Linked DNA regions of Mus musculus: all the other regions are linked to region 1. A link is a contact called in public Hi-C data. All regions are on one chromosome and are shown on one strand. Each heading gives the region's core, a stretch centred on a gene start, on an enhancer-like site or on the middle of the called end of the contact. The rest is flanking DNA. Distances are from core to core; before and after follow the strand shown.

Region 1 (3,368 bases), core at 583-3,082:
TCTAGAGGTTACACACTCTGCCCAGAATCTAATGGCTCCTTCAACAAGCAGGTACTGTTTCAAATTTCAACAAGACTTTCCCATGCTTACTCTACATTTCTTATTTTCTCCTTAAAATTTTCCATAGTCAACATAATGCCTATTTATCTGTGACCACTCACTAAAAGGTTAATTCCTTTAAGGCAAGTTTTGTTCTTTTGTTCTTCAACTATCCAAAATACCACTCTGAAGAAAGGCCCAGCAAACACTTGCTGATTCACTCTTTCAACATTGACAAGTCTCATTCTTTCTTACATGTGGTAATATGCAGATTTAGTTCTGTTTACCTGTTTCACATCTAGCCTTTGTACAGCAACCAGACTGCTTCTTTCTTGATACAGTGTCACCAGGCTAGCCTTGACACTGCCTTTGCCTCCTGAGTGCTGGGATTGCTAGCATGCATGCACCACTATACCAAGCTCTGGTCTCCTTTATGACCCAATAACATTCCTCATGCTTTGCATGTGTTTACAGAACATATGCAAATAAATTCATTCAGTATACCCAAAACCAGATTATTATTCCCATTTAACAGAAGAGAAACACAGACTGCCTGAGTCAATTTGCAAAAATTGCAAGATCCAGGAGTACAAATCCAGTCTTGCCAACAATGGAACCAGAGTCACACATAAATACGTAAGACTTAGAGGATAGGCCCAGGTTCAGGAAGGTGACTGAGTGCAGCATGAACAATTCTATATAAAAGGAAAAGCAGAGGGCTGTAGCACAGTGCCACAATAGCCACACCCCCAAAATAATTGCTAACATTTATAGAGCCTTTACATACAGCCAGTTTCATTTTACTACTTTTCCTCGGCCACCGAGGGAAACCAGGACTATTATTAGCCGCTATTTGTAGAAAACAGAAGCCAGGGGCGATGAAATAATGTGCACACAAGGTCATCCTCAGGTGAGAGGATGCGGCCTTGAGGTCTGACCTCTTTTTCAAATCCAAAGCAGTCCGACAACTCTGGGGTCCTGGCTCATTCTTCTCCCATGAACCAGAACTATCAACTCTCTTGGCAGGCCGGCTTGGGACCAGGTCGGAGAACAGGTGGGTCTGTGCACGTTACCCACCCCAGCTACGGCTAGTTAAATCTCAGGAGAGGATACTTTCACCGCCTCCTTCCTCCTCCTTCAGGAGAGCTAACCCAAAATACAAGGTGGAGGTCGGTGAAGAATGGACAGAAATCTCGGTATCAGTCCCCAATCCCAATATCAGTCCCCACTCCTTCCAGTTAAAACGAAAACATTAAAAGCAATGGGAACTCTACCCGGGTCGCCAGGACCCCTGAGGGTTTCTACTCAGCAGGTCACGCGCCCCCGCCGATTCTCTACAAAGAGCCATTCTGAGTCCGCCGCCAATCACCGACTGGCAGGCGGCAACAAGACCGCCACCCTATCTCGGGCCGCCCAGGCCCAGATCTGGGGCGGCCGCGCGCACTCAGGTAGGACCCTCGAGGCTTGCCCTCCGCTTGGCCGGGCACCCAATGAAGGCTGCCATCTCATCGAACCTTGCTATTAAGAAAGATGAGACCTGAATTCTGATTGGCTGCCGCTGCTTTCCGCCACTCCCGGAGAACCCGGAGCCATCGCTCCCACATTCCGCGAAGATCCCCGTCCCCGATCTCCCCCACACACTCTAACGGAAGGATCCCCGTACCTGAACGTCCTCATTGCGGAGTTCATCTATGAGCACCGCAATAGGATAGAGCGAATCGTCACCGTCGGCAGCTGCCATCTTGGCTCCCTGGCGTTTCTATCAGGCAGCAGCGAGCTCCAGGCGGAATCCGGGATCGGGCGGGGCGGTGCCGGGGAAAGGACGCAAAGCGGACGTGGGGGCGCCCGAGCCGCCCTACAGGGGCCGTCCCGCCGCCATTGCCGCACAAGCTCGCGTCTGTTTGGTCTGAACCAACCAAGTCCCGCCTACTTCTCATTCACCATTGGCCGGACGAATGAGATGTTTTTCCCGAAGGACGAGAGGAACCGGAAGTGAAGTATCTTAGTGACCAAGATTGTGCCCGCCTACGTCGCTGCTAGCAACCACGGGAACAAGCAGGTCTAGCTGCCAATGAGAGTCGAGGGTGGGAGGTGGCTAAGATGGCCCCTTGGGGAGAGGCGGAGAAGACTTAAGCTGGAGTCTTGGGAGCTATGCGTGACGTAATGAAGGACATGCTTGTCTGGTTCTGCTATACCGGTCTCTGTAAAGGAGGGACTCCTAAGTAGGGAGATTTGCCTTGCTTGGTTTCTAGGATGCGGTTCTGGGGCTCTTGGCGTTCAAGGCTTTATTACCCACCCCCCTTACCCGGAAGAAATAGAGCGGCCAGAGCGAGTCTTCATCCTGCCGGGGAGCTTCTAGGTAGCTAGTAAAAAATGAACAAGGTCGAAAGTTTTTTGAGGATGGACCTCTGCCTCATAATGAGCTTGGGCGCTGTGATTCACTTAGAAGGCGAATATAAAACTATCACAATCCTTTCTCCTTAAGGTTGAAAATATGAAAGGGAAGAAGGTGGGCATAGCGGGGTTGTTAGATGCTATCAAGGTTGTTAAAGCGTGGCTATTTCTATACTTGATTTTTGTTTTCTCCTTTCGACTCCCCTCGCCTCTCCCCTCCTCCATCATCCTCCCCCCCACACCTCCATTCCTCCCTTCCCCCTTCTTCCTCTCCAATTAGAGAGAAAATTGAGAAAGCACCCTCACAGAGAGTGGAAATAAACAAACAAACAAACAAACAACCCCCCCCCCCTCACAGAGAGTAGGCGTTCCTAAGTAATGATGCAGATCACATATCTCTGGCCCTGAATAGGAAACACTTGGTCTTGTGATAACGAACAGAAGGCATAGCCATGTGTGAAAGTGCACATGCTTTCAATCATGAAACTCAGGAAGCAAAAACTTGTCATCTTTCTGAGATTGACATCATCTTGGTCTACATAGTGACCTCCGGGCCAGTCAAAGGTCTATGGTGTAACCCTCAAAAGACAGCCATACCATTGCCTCATCCCATAAGAGTTAATCCAAATGGTCTGGCTTAGAAACTTCAGTTTATACGCTACCTCACTAAAAGAGTTTGGCACAATGGTACCATTGTCTATTCTTTGTGAGTGTATTTTCTTTTATGATCTCTCTGGCCATTCTTCAGTTTCTTTCCTTTATATGAACTCTTCTATACTGTACTTTATGTGTTTCTGAAACCAATCAACAGAAAACTGGGGAACTCAGGAGAGGCTATGGAGAGGAATTCCAAACAGTGCCTTCTTGGACCATTTTTGATTTAACAGATCTTTTGGAAAAAACATCCTCTTGCCTGTCTCCTCTCCTTTCAGATA
Region 2 (3,368 bases), core at 272-2,771, about 20 Mb before region 1:
ATTTTGTAAAAAAGAAAAAAAGAAAATCAGATACAGATTTCTTTAATACAGCTGCCTAGCCAGGTGCTTTACACAGCATTGGACAGTGGGAGTTTAAAACTCTATTTTTCATATAATTTCTGACCTATCAACTTAGTGAAGCCTTGATGACTATTGAATACTTATTATGGATCACCAAACAAGCCGCATAAGCCACTCATCGCAATACTGTTCTAATTACTTTACAATGTAAACTTTCAAAACAGGAAACGTCTCAGATATGCTAGCCCCTTAAACTGGGTAACATCCATTCTGGGAAGGCTTCTATTGTGAGAGATAGAATAGGAATTCTCTGCTGTTTATTTGCATTAGAGAATCTGAAACATAAACATCCACAGTTAGAATACGTGTGTTACAATATAAACAAACGAATGAATTGAATGGAACTACTATATTCCATATTGAAACTTACTGGAGTATTCATTTATGACAGCACAGAAAAGAAAAAGGAAGCCTTTATTGGACATAAATTACATGATGTATTATGTCTGTGGAAACTAGCACTCTGTGCAATTACTGTTGTTGTGAGCTTTCTCTAAATATTTTGTAATTAATTTGAAAGTTATAGTAACACCTCAGAAGAGCTAGCCCCTCACACTGTTCAATATACATAGGTGGTGACTATACAAGGCAAGAAAATTAACAGCATAAAGGAACTGTTAGCCCAAAGCAACTGTTCTCAACCTGTGGGTCATAACTCCTTGGCAAACCTCCATCTTCAAAAATATTCAATTTACGATTCATAAAAGTGTCAAAATTACAGTTACAATGTAGCAACAAAAATAATTTTATGGTTGGGGGTCACCACTGTACTGAAGGGTCTTGGCATTAAGAGGGTTGAGAACGACTGGCCTAAAAAATAACTAAGCACAAAACTATGTTGGAAGAAAATCAGCAGGCGGTTGAAAATTACACGCATGTGTCACGCTCTCAATGGCAAAACGGAGAAGTTAGGCTATGTGTTTTGTTTTGTTTTTTAAATCAGGTTAGACGCGCCTTTCCTTTTCATCTTTTCCTTCTGTCACCTAACTTTCTGTCTTACTACCTCTAGCAAAAACACCCTAGAAACCACATGAGCTTGTGAACCTCTAACAAGTAACCTCTGCTCTGCGCGTGCGTGGGAAACCAGGGACGCACAGCGACAAGACTAGCACGCTGTTGAAAGGCATTTTGCAGCGGTGACCTCCGAATTCCACCAGCCTGGCGGGAAATGAGAACCCAGTCAGTCACCATCTATATTTCAGGAGCAAGCAGGGGCGGCTTCCTATCACAGAAAATCCGTGAAGAAGAAGGAAAGGACAGCAAGATAGATAGGTGGAGCAGATGAAGCCAATAAGAGAAGAATCCTGCAAGCCTGACGTGCTCCACAGCGCACGGGCTTACTCACAGTGTTTGGGGATCACCCGGACCAAGCCCGGACTTCAGAACCGAACCCAGACGCCGGGGTCACACCCGCTCGCCGCAGGAGCTCGGCAGCCAATCAAATCAGGGGGCGTAGCCAACACCGCCCTCGGATTAGCCAATCCAATCCGGACATTGCGGGCGCGCGTCTGATGACGTAAAGACATACGCTCCGCAGGCCGGCCTTCTCTACACAAGTGTGTTTGCGTTCCTCACTGACGCTTCCGGTTCCCAGATCCTGGAAGTTCTCCGTCTTTTCCGGTTGTTTGGGCGGATTAAGTCAGAAGCGCGCCTTTTGAATCCGTGAAGCAACTGTGAAGAGTCGAGGAAGCGATAAAGCGGCTGACAGATCCAGGGGATAATTTGAGCCTCACGCGTTTGTGGTAAAACTCCGTTTTGTTTTGTTTTGTTTTGTTTTTAAGGGGCAATGTCTAATGTCTGAATAGGTCTCTGCCATTTAGGGCAACTGTTTGAGATAACCCCAGAGTGGAGTGAAAATATTGATCTTCCCTCTCTAGTCCCCCTGACCCTCCCGGTCTTGGTTCCTGAATCTCTGTACCTCGTCCTGGAGCGACGGACAGAGTAGCCCAAGTTCACTCTCGTTAGTGGTTCGCAGATGAACAGCTTAAGTTGAGATAAGTCGGTTTAAACTAGTTTCAGTAAACCGGCCAAGAAAACAACAAGCAAACCGAAGCGGAGCGCCTTTTTCCACTCCTCCCATAAGGATTCGATCTAGTCTGAACGGGCTGATTCATAAAGAAAAAAAAAAAAATGTTCTTTGAGCTGTCACGCCGTCCGACTTTACGCTGGTTTCATTTAAGCACTTTATTTCTCTTCGTCTTGGCTAATTAATCCAAAGATATCCCCACAGCTGCCCACAAGTCATTTGATTGCATTTAGTATATCTCATACATAATAATTGTAGTCATAGCGGTGTCTACCAACCCACTGTTAAGCTATGATTTCCTGTGGATCTGGGAACAGTAAGGAATTTTTATCTTCTATCTTAATTTTTCTTTTCTTTTCTTTCTTTCTTTCTTTCTTTTTTTTTTTTTAAATTAACACAAGTTGAGTGGTCCCAACAGGTAGAAATCATGACCCTGGTTTCGATACTTACAATGTCTGTCTCATGATTCAATGTAGGCGTTTTCTGTATTACATCCTGCCATATATGTTGTTTAGCTTGGTGTTTTGGGGGGATTCCTAAAGGTTGGAGTAGGAGAATCTCCTGCTCTTTTGCCATCTCTTGGAAGACCCTTTTCCTCATTTCTGGGTTGCATTATCCAGCCTTGATATGATGGTTTGTGCCTAGTCTGATTACATCTTATTACCTCATGTTTGGTTGATGTCGCTGGGAGCCCTGTTGTTTTATGAAAGGAAACGCAGAAGCAGTGGTTTGGGGAAAGAAAAGGGACCCATGACTTGAGGAGTGGGAGAGGAAACTATGGTCAGATGTATTGCATGAGAGAAGAATAAATTTTTTAAAAATTTATGTACTCTTTTCAACAAAAATTATATTTATATTATAATTATATTTTTCACCTTTGCAGACTATGTATCGTTGTGATTATACTGTTTAGATGAAAATGTCTGGTAAAGCACGTGCTTCTAGGAAAAAACCTCAACAGGTGAAAAGAAGTTTGAAACAAAGAGCCAATAAGGAAGCGGATTTGCCAGAGAATGAGGTAAGATCTCTTTCTTTCAGATCTCTTTAATTAGAAATATCTATTTCCCTTCAAAGGGCTAAAAGTCAGTTTTACTACACATTGTAATTCATATCACAAACTTTAGTGCATTCTTTGTTTATCATATCTACAATACTTTTTTCTACCTCCTGGAAGGTATAGTATTTGTATACATGGAGTATGTGTTGCAAAACCATCTTTTTATCTGTTGTTTGTTTGTATGACTCTAGGTTGGAAACACAG
Region 3 (3,368 bases), core at 322-2,821, about 16 Mb before region 1:
GAAATTGATGGCCTTCACCTGGTCGCGAGTCAAGCCACGGTACCTGATGCCACCTTCCCAGGGCGGATGTATAATCTGGCAACCTGAGAGGGAATGGGGAGGCACAGGGGAACCGTGGGAGCGGGAAGGCAGCGCGCAGTGGAAGGGGGAAGAGCAGGGCGTGGTCAATGGTGGGGTTGGGGCAGGGGGACAGAAAAGGAGGGGCACACGGGACACACGACTGGAAGCTGGGAGTGGGAACAGTTAAGAACCCCAAGCTGCAGAACCCAGCGTCGTGGGTTAGGGCTAAAGCTGGTGCGAGAGTCCACCGGTTAAGAAGTATAATGGAGACAAATATCTAAGAAGAAATCCTAAGGGCTATAATGTTCGGTGGTTTAAATGAGGGACAGGGCCGAAGGAGAATACCGGTGAGGACCACACAAACCCACTGAACAAGGACCACACAAACCCATCAAAGCAACAAGGTGGACTACGGAAGGGGGGCGCTGTAGTAACGTGGGGCCCGGAAAGGGAGGTGGGGCTGAGATAATTCGGGGTCACAGAAAAACGGTGTAGTGTAGCAACGTGAGGTAGAGGAAATGGGTGCTGGTGGTGATGCGGAGTGACAGAAAGGAGGTCAGGAGTTGTGAAGTGGCTGCGGACCAGGATGCCAGGGATGGGGGCGGGGGGAGGTCCTGCCGCAAGAGTGATGAGGAAAGGAGACGTGCAAGGAAACGAGCTGTGGGGTGGAAGAGGTCCAGGGCGCCGGAGATGGGTGCACCTTCCGAGGTGACGTTGGGGGTCTGAGCCCCGCCAGCGCCCAGGGGGCGGAGGAAGAGAGGCACCAGCAGCAGCAGCAGCATCTGAGGAAAAGGCAACAGTGAGGGCACGGAGGAGCCCGCCGGCCGCGGCCTGGGCCAGCCGACGGACAGGTCTCGCTCCGCGCACCTCACGGGCTCCAACCGCGCGGTTCGGGACGCGAAGGGCGCCCCGCGGAGGAGGCGGGGGCGGAGCCGCACGGGCTGGGGGGGAGAGGAGGAGAGAGCGCCTGTCCCCACCCTCCTCCGGCCTCCCTCGGCCCCCCACCCTCCCGGGACTCCACCTCCTCTCAGCAGCCCCTGTGGCTAGCGCTAGCCCAGCTTACCCACGCTCAGGGGTCCCGCTACCCCATCACTCGCCTCTCGCACCCGAACCCCACGCACCCCCCGGCCCTACCCTACGTCCACCGGCCTCCTTGCCAAGCCCCGGTCGTGGGGCCCCGGTCTTACCTCGGCGGCCGGTCCCGCTCCGCGGCTCTCCCCGGGCCTCAAGGGCCCAGGCCCGGCCGCGGCTCCCCGTTCTCCCTCCCGGTCCTCCAGCTTCCCCTCCCCCTGTTCTTCTTCCACAGGAATCCAGGCTCCAGCCCGGCCGGGGTCTCTCCCCTTCGCGATCGCTACCCGCAAACCCCACCCCCGTCTCTCCTTCCCCGGGGCGACGGCGGCCGCGAGAGCACGGTGCCGGGAGGGAAGGAGGCGGCGCCGGGGACCGGGGAAGCTCTCGGGCGGAGGGAGGAAGGAGGGTGCAGGGGAAGACGGGGCGGGGGGAAGGGAGGGGGAGATCGGAGAGGGCGCCTCCCACAACCCGAGCCCCAGGAGCCGCCCCGGATCCCGGCCCCTCCCTAGACCGCCCACGGCGCGGGAGGGCGTAGAGGTAGGATGGAGGGGAACATAGGCGACCACGCATGCAGGCGGGGGACTAAGAGCTGCCGAGAGACCCGCAGACTAGACTGATGGAGACAGGAGGGGGGGCTGTAGGGGGTTATAGGACCCAAGCCTAAAGCAGAGGAGCTGGCACAAAGACAAGGAGCCTGGATGAAGGTGAAGAAAGGATGTGTTTGTACAAAAGGAAGACAGATCTGGACCTGGCGTAAGGAGGGAAGACGTCATATGCCTGGGGAACAGACCTTGAAGGGGAAGGGAGAATCAAGGGTCAAAAGGGCAGCCGATGGTGGAGGGAGCACTAGGAGAAAAATAGGATAGAAGAGCTAGAACTGGGAGCCCCGGGTGGCTCGTTAGTCCAGCAGTAGGCTACTTGCCAGCTTATGGCGGGGAGCAAGAGATCAGGGGCATCAGAAGAGATACTGAGGTAGATGGAGAAAGGAGAGGGCATAAAGAAAGAAAACCTCTACGTGAGCATGAGCCTGTATTATCAACACTCGGACCAGACCTGCCATTCTTGACTAAGGGTAAACTGGAGGCCCTGACAGAGAAGTCTGACAGCCAAAGCTCCTGCATTGCGATTGTCTGTCCATAACTTGATGGACAGAAAGATGAAAAAGGGAGTGTGGCGGGGGCTGGGGGAGGCACTCCTTTGCTGGCTAGTTCTTCCAGAGAGGTGGGTGGAAAGCAGGTATTATGAGACCCAGGAGAACCAAGGCTCTCAACCTTCAACCCTATGTTAGAACAAGTATTTGTAATGACTCCTAAACCACGAACTAATAATCATAGATTACATCACTTCCCTATGCACGTGACTAAAAAGAACAAAATATTTCCCCATCTATAAGAAGGAGCATAGCAATTTGCTACAACATAAACAGTATTTTAGAGTGAGTGCCGTTTCCCTCGAAGCAGGCAAATGCTTACACCTCTCCTTAGAGTCACAGAAATGAAACTTCTACCAACACACTGATACAGGTGCATAGCCAGTGACTCAACTACCTCCGGCATGTTGCCATCAATGTAGTGACTTCAGGAAATGTTGAGCAACTCTTGGTAGCAAAGTCAAGCTTCCCTAAACTCACACAGAACTGTAATTGCATTCCTAGAAAGTTCGCTGCATATTCAGACCATTAAAAAAAAAAAAAAGACTATTAAGTTCTAGGCTCAGATAATTAAACACAAGTTTTTACCTACATGAATGTCCTGGGGGACTTCTGAAAATCTGGATAAAGAGAGAACTCTTATCTGGCAGGAGGACAGCTTTTACACAGGTTCTACCCATATGTACACCCCCTCTCACAGTTCTAAATACAAAAAAAAAAAAAAAAAAAGCCCCACAAGCTTTTAAATGTTGCCTGGAAAGAGTCTGAGAACCACTGGACTAAATAGTGAGCAAAAGAGAGTAGGAAGGAGTTCTAACCACCAGAAGAGACAGCCACCCTCCTCTGAGTGGCCTGCCCTCTCAATAAGACCAACTGAAGTTATGGATACCAGTGAGGGAAGTTTCTCAGATAGTCAAAAAGAAGAGCTACCTGGCCGGGTGTGGTGGTGCATGCCTTTAATCCCAGCACTTGGGAGCAGAGGCAGGCAGATTTCCGAGTTCGAGGCCAGCCTGGTCTACAAAGTGAGTTCCAGGACAGCCAGGTCTACACAGAGAAACCCTGTCTCGAAAAAAAAAAAAAAAAAGAG
Region 4 (3,368 bases), core at 351-2,850, about 16 Mb before region 1:
TGGCATGCTGATGTATCTCTTTCTCCTCTCTTCCTGCCTATTACATGAGTGGTTTTGTTCTTCTGCGCACTGCTCTCTCTGTGCCTGCTGCCTCATGGTAGGCCCAGATCAACAGGTACCAATGGGTCATATGCTGCAACTTCTAAGCCTGTGAACCAAAATCAACCTTTCTCCTCGTGTGTTCATTATCTGAGGTATCCATTACATAAGTGTCTCTGAAAACTCTGAAACCAAATCTAAAAACCAATGCAGTGCAGCAACCTGGGTGAGAATATGGAGGGATAAGGTGAAAAGGAAAAGGTGAATAAATATAGTGTGTGGACTTTGGCCAATAATAATGTGTTATTTGTCAATGAAAGGAAATCAGTTGGGAGTTATAGACACTTCACACACTGTTTTCTCAATTTTTTCTGTAAATGTACAACTGTTCTAAAAAAAATTAAGTGTATTCAAAAGTGTGGGCAGATGCCTGTAATCTCTGTAATCGAAGCACTCGAGGCAGGAGGCTAACCTGGGCTGCCATGGTCAGTTTCAGACCATTTTGGATACATGGAGACACCCTGTCGTTGTCATCACCATCGTCATCATTATCAAATTTAAAAGTTGCAGTTTTAAAGGCATTAATGAAAGCTTTCTTTTAGAAAAATATGGGTTTGTTTGTTTGTTTGTTTTAACTTGGGAGGAATACTCTAGGCATCATGAATCCATCTCACTAACAAGGGGTTCAGGCATGCATGAACGAGCGCATGTCATTCTTCCCTTCTTTGAAACACACACAAATGGTTGTGTTGTCAAAATCTGGAATGTACGGGGAATTGTTAAGTGTCTCCTCCTATTCACTTCCCAAAGTTAAATTCATACATTTCTTTTCTTTTCTTTTTTTTTTTTTTGGGTGGGGGTGGGGGTGGGGGTCAAGACAGGGGCTCTCTTTGTAGCCCTGGTTATCCTAGAATTCATTTAGTCTGTAAACCAGACTGGCCTCTAACTCCCAAGCACTGGGTGTAAAGGCGTGCACCAGTCCACAGCCAGGTTTATACTTTCTTTTCCTAAGCTAATTAGGTAGTAAAATCATCAGTGATAACGAACGCACAGCTCTTGGTACAACTAGCTAAACCAGTTTACTCTGAGGATAAATAAATAAAAAAAAAATAAACAGATACATAAATATAAGACCTGCTTCTGGTCATGCAGGGCTCCAAGCCACCAGGTGGAACGTCATCCGGGTCCCGCTCACTTCTGGCTCTGGGGACTGGAAGAGACTGAAGTAAGTCTGGGTTGGACCTGAGGAGGAAGGAACACGGCGAGCTCAGGGCGAAAGGCCCAAAGGCGAGCCGGGGACGCGGCGCTCACGCGAGCTCGCCGTCCCGCGCGCCCGGGCCTGGTTAGCCCTGCCCAGGGCCCGCGGCCGCCTTCGCTGTCCCCACCCGGGTCGCACGGCGGCCGCTCCTCCGCGTCTCCTCACCAGTGCAAACCGCACTCACCCGCGCCGCTCTCCGGGCCGGGTCACTCCTCTCCCTGGAGCTGCTCCGCGGGGTAGGTCCTGAGCAAGCAGCCGGCACCACAGTCTCCCCGCCCAGCAGTCTCCGGGAGCTCCGGGCCCTCCGCCGAGATTTCTCTGGGACCAGCCCTGGGATTGGCTCTTGCCAAACTCCATCCTCCAATGGGAACTTCAGGATTCTTGACGTCACTGATCACTGGGCAAATCCCCAGGCAGCGGCCAAAGAGGTGAAGCGGCCGGGCCCGAGAAAAGGAAAGTGAAATCGGAAGCGGCCAGTGCGTCACGGTTGTCTTCCAGCTGCTGAGGTCGCGCGAGGCCTCGTGTAGGTTAGGGTGCTGAAGCCCCCATAGCTTTCGAGACCCCATTTCTGATTCCCTGCGGTTAGGGGTGGGCTGGGGTGTCTGCAAGGGCTGGGTTTTAGATGGGGTTTCCTCCTCAGGGCCTGCCTCTAACTAAGATCAGACCAGTCTATCAAGTTTTTCCAAGATCCATCACAAATATCATTTTCGAAGCTCCTGGCTAGGATGAACCATTTTTGACAACTAGCCTTCCTTACACAAGGCAGGTGCTGTTCCTGCTGTACAGAACAAAGTAAACACACATACACATTCCACACTCCACCCCACACCACAGTGATAGTTCAGTGGGTAAAGATGCTTGCCACCAAATCAGATGACTGGCTTTCAAATCCCATATCCCCCACATGATGGGACATGAGAACATCTATTCTGGTTGTCCTCTAAGCTCCACAAGCACATGCACTCTCCACCTACGCTAAATAAATAAATGCAAAACATTTAAAGATCCTGGCGCTAGGGAAACCGAGGCATTAGAGTTCAATACCAGCCTGGGCTACGAAGGGGGAATTTGTTGAAAACTGAGAAAAACTACAGAACCTGCAATATCTGGTACTGAGGCCCTCTACAGGAGCTTTGAGAGCCTCCTGCAGCTCCACAGCCAAGGACTCGACCACGCCCACTAGCCTGAAAGCCCTTTTTGCACACAGCTTTCTGCTCTGCAGGAAATCCACAGTTCCTGCTACTTCCAAAGAAGTAGTCCGAGCTGCAGGAGGGCTCCGAGTCCTAAGTCCTAACATTTCACCAACATATGGGGAGTGCTTTTGAGTTTCCTGTGAGCTGTTGTAGGGGGTGGAGCGGAGTTCTGGATGCCTGTGCTCTGGACTTTGATCTCAGCACACCCTAAAATCACTAGATACCTGCTCTTTCAGTTGATATTGGGGGTGGGAGCTTTGTTTTGTTTTGTTTAGAGACAGAGTCTCACTATGTAGCTCTGGCTGTCCTGGAACTCGCTCTGTAGACCAGGCTGCCCATATTCAGTACCGGTTCTTCCCACTCTGCCTGCGTTTCCCTTATATCTACAATAAAAATCTTCTCCATACTTAAGGAATAGTCACAGGGAGTACCTCAACGATGGTCAGAGCCAAGGAATGCTGCCAAAAAAAAAAAAAATCATATTACACAACAGAGCTCATGAAAAAGATTTATTGGAAGTGGAGTGAGAAGCAGGGCAGGCTGTGATGGTGCAGGCTTTATAATATGGGGTATGGAACATGCATATAGTGAAAATGCAGGACAGTGGCGAAAGTGAAAAAAAAGCCAGGTCCCATTGGTCTTTAGTAATGATGAGGATTGAAGGGCAGGGGATAGGGGAGCTTGGTTTTGGAAATGTGGGTGACTCTCGGTTGACTAACACTTGTTTTTTCATTCACTGTCTAAATGGGTAACCCACCATACATTAATCTATTTTGATTTATTTATGCATGTCTCATACACTGATAGTGGGTTTTTTTTTTGTTGTTGTTTTTTGTTTTTGGGTTTTTTGTTGTTGTTTTTTGTTTTTTTGTTTTTTT

What was found. A called contact is a pair of places that touch in the nucleus more often than the background predicts.
Region 2: a Hi-C map of rod photoreceptor shows a contact between it and region 1, with 7 times the contacts expected there. The contact joins the promoter of Mmut here to the promoter of Ppp2r1a in region 1. A contact is called at or near these places in 2 of 484 Hi-C or Micro-C datasets (CD4 T cells and rod photoreceptor).
Region 3: a contact with region 1 is called in a Hi-C map of uterus, with 4 times the contacts expected there. The contact joins the promoter of Gabbr1 here to the promoter of Ppp2r1a in region 1. A contact is called at or near these places in 2 of 39 promoter capture datasets (cranial neural crest and maxillary cranial neural crest) and 1 of 484 Hi-C or Micro-C datasets (uterus).
Region 4: a Hi-C map of uterus shows a contact between it and region 1, with 6 times the contacts expected there. The contact joins the promoter of Trim26 here to the promoter of Ppp2r1a in region 1. A contact is called at or near these places in 1 of 39 promoter capture datasets (maxillary cranial neural crest) and 1 of 484 Hi-C or Micro-C datasets (uterus).

The regions. Positions count from the first base shown.
Region 1 is chr17:20,943,918-20,947,285 of GRCm38.p6, reverse strand. Ppp2r1a (protein phosphatase 2, regulatory subunit A, alpha) reads right to left here and starts at 1,832. Exons shown (of 15, transcript NM_016891.3): 1 at 1,703-1,832. The coding sequence starts at 1,780.
Region 2 is chr17:40,932,838-40,936,205 of GRCm38.p6, reverse strand. It overlaps Mmut (methylmalonyl-Coenzyme A mutase), which reads right to left and starts at 1,521. Exons shown (of 13, transcript NM_008650.3): 1 at 1,427-1,521. It overlaps Cenpq (centromere protein Q), which reads left to right and starts at 1,632. Exons shown (of 9, transcript NM_031863.4): 1 at 1,632-1,823; 2 at 2,991-3,125; 3 at 3,356-3,368. The coding sequence starts at 3,027.
Region 3 is chr17:37,044,169-37,047,536 of GRCm38.p6, reverse strand. It overlaps Gabbr1 (gamma-aminobutyric acid (GABA) B receptor, 1), which reads right to left and starts at 1,571. Exons shown (of 23, transcript NM_019439.3): 1 at 1,248-1,571; 2 at 761-842; 3 at 1-83. The coding sequence starts at 842.
Region 4 is chr17:36,835,378-36,838,745 of GRCm38.p6, reverse strand. It overlaps Trim26 (tripartite motif-containing 26), which reads right to left and starts at 1,600. Exons shown (of 10, transcript NM_001025599.3): 1 at 1,482-1,600; 2 at 1,174-1,281.